Regions from separate parts of the Acanthopagrus latus genome. Here region 2 is linked to region 1. Evidence: chromatin contacts called from public Hi-C data. All regions are on one chromosome and are shown on one strand. Each heading gives the region's core, a stretch centred on a gene start, on an enhancer-like site or on the middle of the called end of the contact. The rest is flanking DNA. Distances are from core to core; before and after follow the strand shown.

What was found. Hi-C and Micro-C count contacts between places; a contact is called where the count stands out from the background.
Region 2: a contact with region 1 is called in a Hi-C map of muscle, with 18 times the contacts expected there. The contact joins the promoter of LOC119015099 here to the promoter of anos1a in region 1. A contact is called at or near these places in 2 of 4 Hi-C or Micro-C datasets (both in muscle).

What each region holds. Positions count from the first base shown.
Region 1 is chr24:1,848,831-1,851,614 of fAcaLat1.1, forward strand. It overlaps anos1a (anosmin-1a), which reads right to left and starts at 1,533. Exons shown (of 14, transcript XM_037090392.1): 1 at 1-1,533. The coding sequence starts at 146.
Region 2 is chr24:2,621,019-2,623,806 of fAcaLat1.1, forward strand. It overlaps LOC119015099, which reads left to right and starts at 1,286. Exons shown (of 13, transcript XM_037090753.1): 1 at 1,286-1,327. trnal-cag (a tRNA gene) reads left to right here and starts at 731; the gene lies at 731-813. It overlaps trnaq-cug (a tRNA gene), which reads left to right and starts at 1,183; the gene lies at 1,183-1,254. It overlaps trnal-cag (a tRNA gene), which reads left to right and starts at 1,807; the gene lies at 1,807-1,889. It also overlaps trnaq-cug, trnal-cag and trnaq-cug.

The DNA of each region.
Region 1 (2,784 bases), core at 283-2,782:
GCCCTGGAGACCGTCTCCGACCAGGTCTCCTCCCCATCACCACCCTCAGCATCTCCGTGCTGCCTCCTGGCGCACACGCCGCCGCCGGAGAGGACGATAATCCACAGAGACAGGCTCGCCATGGCACCGCTGCCCGTGGCCAGCATCTTTCTCTCTTTCCCGCGTCGTCCAGGAGAAGAGGGTGCTGTGGAAACAAAAGGGGGACGCGGCGAGGGGGGGGGAGCAAACTGATGGAAGTCCACTTTAACAAGAACTATTATAGCCGAGGGAGGAGCAAGAGGGATCGAGGCGTCCACACGCGGGCAGGGTCAGGATGCGGAGAGGTTTTTAAAACCCCGTCACTTCACTCAACTCGCAGCTTGTGCAGGTTAAACTCCCGATATATGGAAAGGGAAAAAAATCAGTGACAGGGAGGAATGTTTGCTCAGAGCCAAAGCAGCCCCGGTTAAATTGAATTAATCAGTCTGATCATTAAATAAAGGGGAGAAGGAAAAAGCAGGATGATCAGAAAAATGCTGAATATCAGATCTAATAATCTGCCAGCCTGGAGTGTATTGTACACAGCATATTACATGTAAACATATGCTTTTACCAAAGCAATAGATTAACTTTTGGGTAACTTTTTTACCATGAATACTTTTACTAAGAACAGGCAGGACTGGAAACCTTTTTGGAGCCCCGAGCAGGATTTCATTCAGGGCACTTTACAGCAACATCATGTCACTTTTTAACCTTAAAATAAATCGTGTTGATGGTGGAGAGGCGTGTAGCAGGGTGAGCGGTGTCTGCAGTGTTACATACGTGTTCGCTTCAGCATACAAGTTTCAACACATCGCGTTGGTGTGATGTGATGAGTCAGCGCCTACAAGACCCCTGACGGTTTATAACAGTCCTGGGATTTTCTGTTTCCGAGTGGTGTTGCACTCTGAATCCCGGGGGGGGGGAATAACAGAGAAAACAGAAAAACAACCAGGCTGCAACAGTGCTCCTTACAGCTCTGACCTGACCTCATTTGTATCCGGTAATAAATGTGTGAACATTTCAACTTTTTTCCTGTATTTCTTCAGTGACTGTAGGAGCAAATTTGCTTATTAGTCAATTAAATAACCCAAACCAGGCTTAGTTTCAGTGGCTAATCCTCAATTGAAGCAAAAATCTGCTAATGCTTCAGTCTTCTTCTTCTTCAAATTTGAACCCAAACCTATTGCAACCTGACGGGCCAGGCTGGGCCCGTCAATTGAAAATGTGCTCTCTTCTTTTAGGAAAGATCTAAAAAATAAGTGTAAGTGATATTGATCGTAAGCGATGGACCTACTGTCTGCGACGGGGCTTTATGTCCTGGGTTTTGTTATTCCCGAGACGACGATTTGAACTCAACACAGATGCTATTTTTTTTAAAAAAAAATGTTCCTATTCCGGCACAAACATCCATTCAGATAACATTACATGTACAGACAGGCATCCAAGCTCTGAAACGTCCAATAAGAATGTTTAGGTATTAGCAATACCTGTTATGTTATGATATTTCATAAGACTTACAGCATCTATCCAGTGGTTTTAGTATGAATTAGTCCTTTAAGGAGAAGTTTATGTGGGTGAACTGAGTTGTTTCAAAGAGACAGGTGGAACATTTTTTTTTTTTTTTTTCCCAGTAGAGTGAGAGTGTTCTCTTTTTTTAGCGCTACTCATTTCAGGAGGATGCAGGCGACGTATTTTCCAGGGGATTCCAGCTGCAGCGCTCACCAGTAGCTGCAAAACAACAGCATTTTATGGACTCCTCTATTAAAGCCAACCGCAAACATATCTCGCAGAAGCAGGAAGGGCACCGCTGCTTTCCTTGCCCAGGGACAGGAGAAAGCATGACGTGTCGGAAACTCTGAAGAGATCCTCCTCGGGTTGTTGGTTCTCTCATGCCTGGCACAAGGGGCCCCGCTTGTGCTGCTGGAGCATCCTGCCGTGTTAACGAGATGCCTATTTTTTTCCCCCAGCCGCATCGCATTCATAAACACACACACTCATACTTGTTGTGCTCTCTCTCTCTCTCTCCCTCTCGGGTTTTATAGTACTGTGTCTTTGGCCTAATGAGCCTTTGCAGCTGAGAGTTTTTACCTCTCTGATTCAGAGTCAGGTTCATTACACCGCTACACGGTCCGTCTCACACACTAGAGGGCAATAAGGTGTTCTCAGAATCCAATAGAATTGGACCCAATTGCGAACGCGTTTTGACCCAGCTGACTGAACCCTTCTCAGTTTACTCACTGGAGGAACTAACAAGGAGCCCGCGACTAAAATCCCCGCAGTGTCTCTCTGTTTTGGTTTGCCTCTGCTTGGGGTGTTCCGAAAATACGCCGCGAACGGAGCGAGTGTCTCCAGATCGGTGTGGAGCTGATGCTCTGGTGGTCCACCCACAACAGGAAAGAAGGAAATCCCTGGGAGCTCCCCGCCGCGGGCTCGACTTACCGTTTCGCAAATAAAAACAACACACTATGACAGTGTAAATGACTCATCGTGTGCGCAGCTGCGTGTGGCAGTTTGCTGGGGCTGGTATTCAGTTTCGAAAATGTCAAATACAGTTCAGTCGGGAAAGAGACAAGTAAGCATGAATGCAGAATCTGTATTTGATCGAGAAAAAAAAAAAACTTTGGTGTTAATTGGACAGATCTGTCCAAGAGAGCACTGTAAATATCAGCCAATCAGAGATCTCCTCTGGGACTAACCGTTGAAAGTCCCCCAGGTGGCGTTGTACAACTTCCTGCATGAACATGCGTCAAGAGCTTCACTATG
Region 2 (2,788 bases), core at 36-2,535, 770 kb after region 1:
GATTTTTTTAGTTGCCTAAAGCTAACTAGACTATGGTTGCAATCTGAAATGGAAAATAGTAAGCAAACATGTGTGAAAATGACAAGTCAGTCATAGTGGGAAATGAAATCTCCTGGGTGAGAATCCTGTATTAAAATCAGTTGCGTTACATTTAACAGACTATAATACAAAGTAATTATCATTGGATTCTATTAACACTGATGCAGTATTTTCATGTATGCATTATATTTTTTTAAACAACTGCATATTTAAAAGAAAGTATAAAGTATCTTAACAATAAAAATCTAAAAATGTACTTAAGTTAAATATCTGAATTCCCAGTGACTTGGAGTGGAGCAGCAGTATAAAGCTGCAGCACCCTCTGGTGTCTGTAGAGAGGGGTCAAGGGGCTTACAGCATTCCCATCTGAATACTAACCAGGGCGGACCCTGCTCAGTTTATGAGATTGGAAAAATTATTTTATTCCTTTTTAAAATCTATTTTGCTCTATTTAGCTTGACAATTCCCCTGTACGGGAAAACATTTACAAAAATCATCAACATACCGATATGTAAACTGCTAATCCAGAAAAACATGATTTTAATTCTGCACTATAAATGCTGTGAATAATGTGTGTATACTAATGACATGTGAAAACAAAGTTGCTGTAATGTATTACATGATGGCAGATGTACTGTACCATCTGCACATGCGTTTCGCAATTTTCCCCTGAAAAAATAGTAGTATGTAAGTCAGGATGGCCGAGCGGTCTAAGGCGCTGCGTTCAGGTCGCAGTCTCCCCTGGAGGCGTGGGTTCGAATCCCACTTCTGACATGCTGTGTTTTTCGGAAGAACTGATTCTGCTGAGGAGGTAATTGCAATAAAAAGTGGGCATCATGCGTGTTGGCAGTTTGTGACATAACTCCTGTAGAATGTGCAACATGATTCATTTCTGTTTTTTTTTTTTATGGCGGATTAATTGTTTGTGGCATTTCCTTGAGAACAGTGGATAACGTGGGCATTTCCCACAGCTGCTCTCGAGTGTGAGCCAACCAAGTAAAGTAAGTTAGTGCTTAAAGTTAGCATTTTTGTTGTTAGCAAGTTAGCATTTTTGCTAACTTTGTTACTGTTGCATGCCTTCTTTGTAGTAGAGGAGAAAGACGGAACATCACGTTGCATGGCTATCAATCGAAGTCCTTCAGAGGTTCCATGGTGTAATGGTTAGCACTCTGGACTCTGAATCCAGCAATCCGAGTTCAACTCTCGGTGGGACCTGGTTTTAACAGTTTCAGGGCTTTGTAGGCATTCACAGTGTAAGAACGAGAACGTGGCAACGCAGTTGTTCCAGGTATGTAAGTCCCGGTAAGGCCAGGTGACTTTCTACTGCCTGAAATGCCATTGTGATGGTTCTCCTGGCTAACGTGTGCTGAGAACTGATCCTCAATTGGGATCTGCGCCACAGGTGGCGTTAACAAGGATCTTGATGACGTTTAACATCTCATCCAAAAGCACTTTTCAGTTTTTACGGCCTGGTTGGGAGGCCCTGTGTTGCCTTGGTTCAGAACATAGACGCGCCGCGAGCCGGATGTCTGAAATCCGCCAGGGATTCGTAGAAAGAAGTTAAATAGACTACGAATGAATCCAGCAGGAATGTGTGCCTGCATGTATTGTCAGCGCAGCTCTTCACTGGATGAGGCTGCAATACTGTAATAGTTGAGCACTGACATGTGAAAGCACAGTTGCTGTAATGTATTACATGATGGCAGATGTACTGTACCATCTGCGCGTGCGTTTCGCAATTTCCCCTGAAAAAACAATGGAAAACAAGTCAGGATGGCCGAGCGGTCTAAGGCGCTGCGTTCAGGTCGCAGTCTCCCCTGGAGGCGTGGGTTTGAATCCCACTTCTGACATGCTGTGTTTTTCAGCGGCACCATTTCTTCTAAGGAGGTAATTGCAGTAAAAAGTGGGCAACATGCAATCAATCAATGCCTTTCAGAGGTTCCATGGTGTAATGGTTAGCACTCTGGACTCTGAATCCAGCGATCCGAGTTCAAATCTCGGTGGGACCTGATTTTAACTGTTACAGGGCTTTGTGGACATTCACTGTGGAAAAACGAGAAGGTGGCAACGCAGTTGTTCCAGGTATGTAAGTCCCGATAAGGTCAGGTGTTCTCTGTCGTCCAATCAACCGCAGACCCTTTGGATTCCATATATGATAGAGGAGGAGGAAAGAATTAGATGATTTGTGCACACAAATCTCCTTCTTACCACAAACGTGAGCTTTCACTGAATTTGCCGCATCTGCATGTCTGTGCTCATCATCGAAAGTCCAGCATGCTGCCACTGGAGGCTCGAATGAACCGTCATTCGTGTTTTTGTGAGTGTTTCTTCGACTTTCTACTACCTGAAATGCCATTGGGACAGTTCGCCTGGCTAACATGGTCTGAAAAGCTGATCCTCAATGCTGTAATGTATTACATGATGGCAGATGTACTGTACCATCCGCGCGTGTGTTTCGCAATTTCCCCTGAAAAAGCAATAGGTTTTAAGTCAGGATGGCCGAGCGGTCTAAGGCGCTGCGTTCAGGTCGCAGTCTCCCCTGGAGGCGTGGGTTCGAATCCCACTTCTGACATGCTGTGTTTTGCAGGGGCACCGTTTCTTTTAAGGAGGTAATTGCAGTAAAAAGTGGGCGACATGCAATCAATCAATGCCTTTCAGAGGTTCCATGGTGTAATGGTTAGCACTCTGGACTCTGAATCCAGCGATCCGAGTTCAAATCTCGGTGGGACCTGATTTTAACTGTTACAGG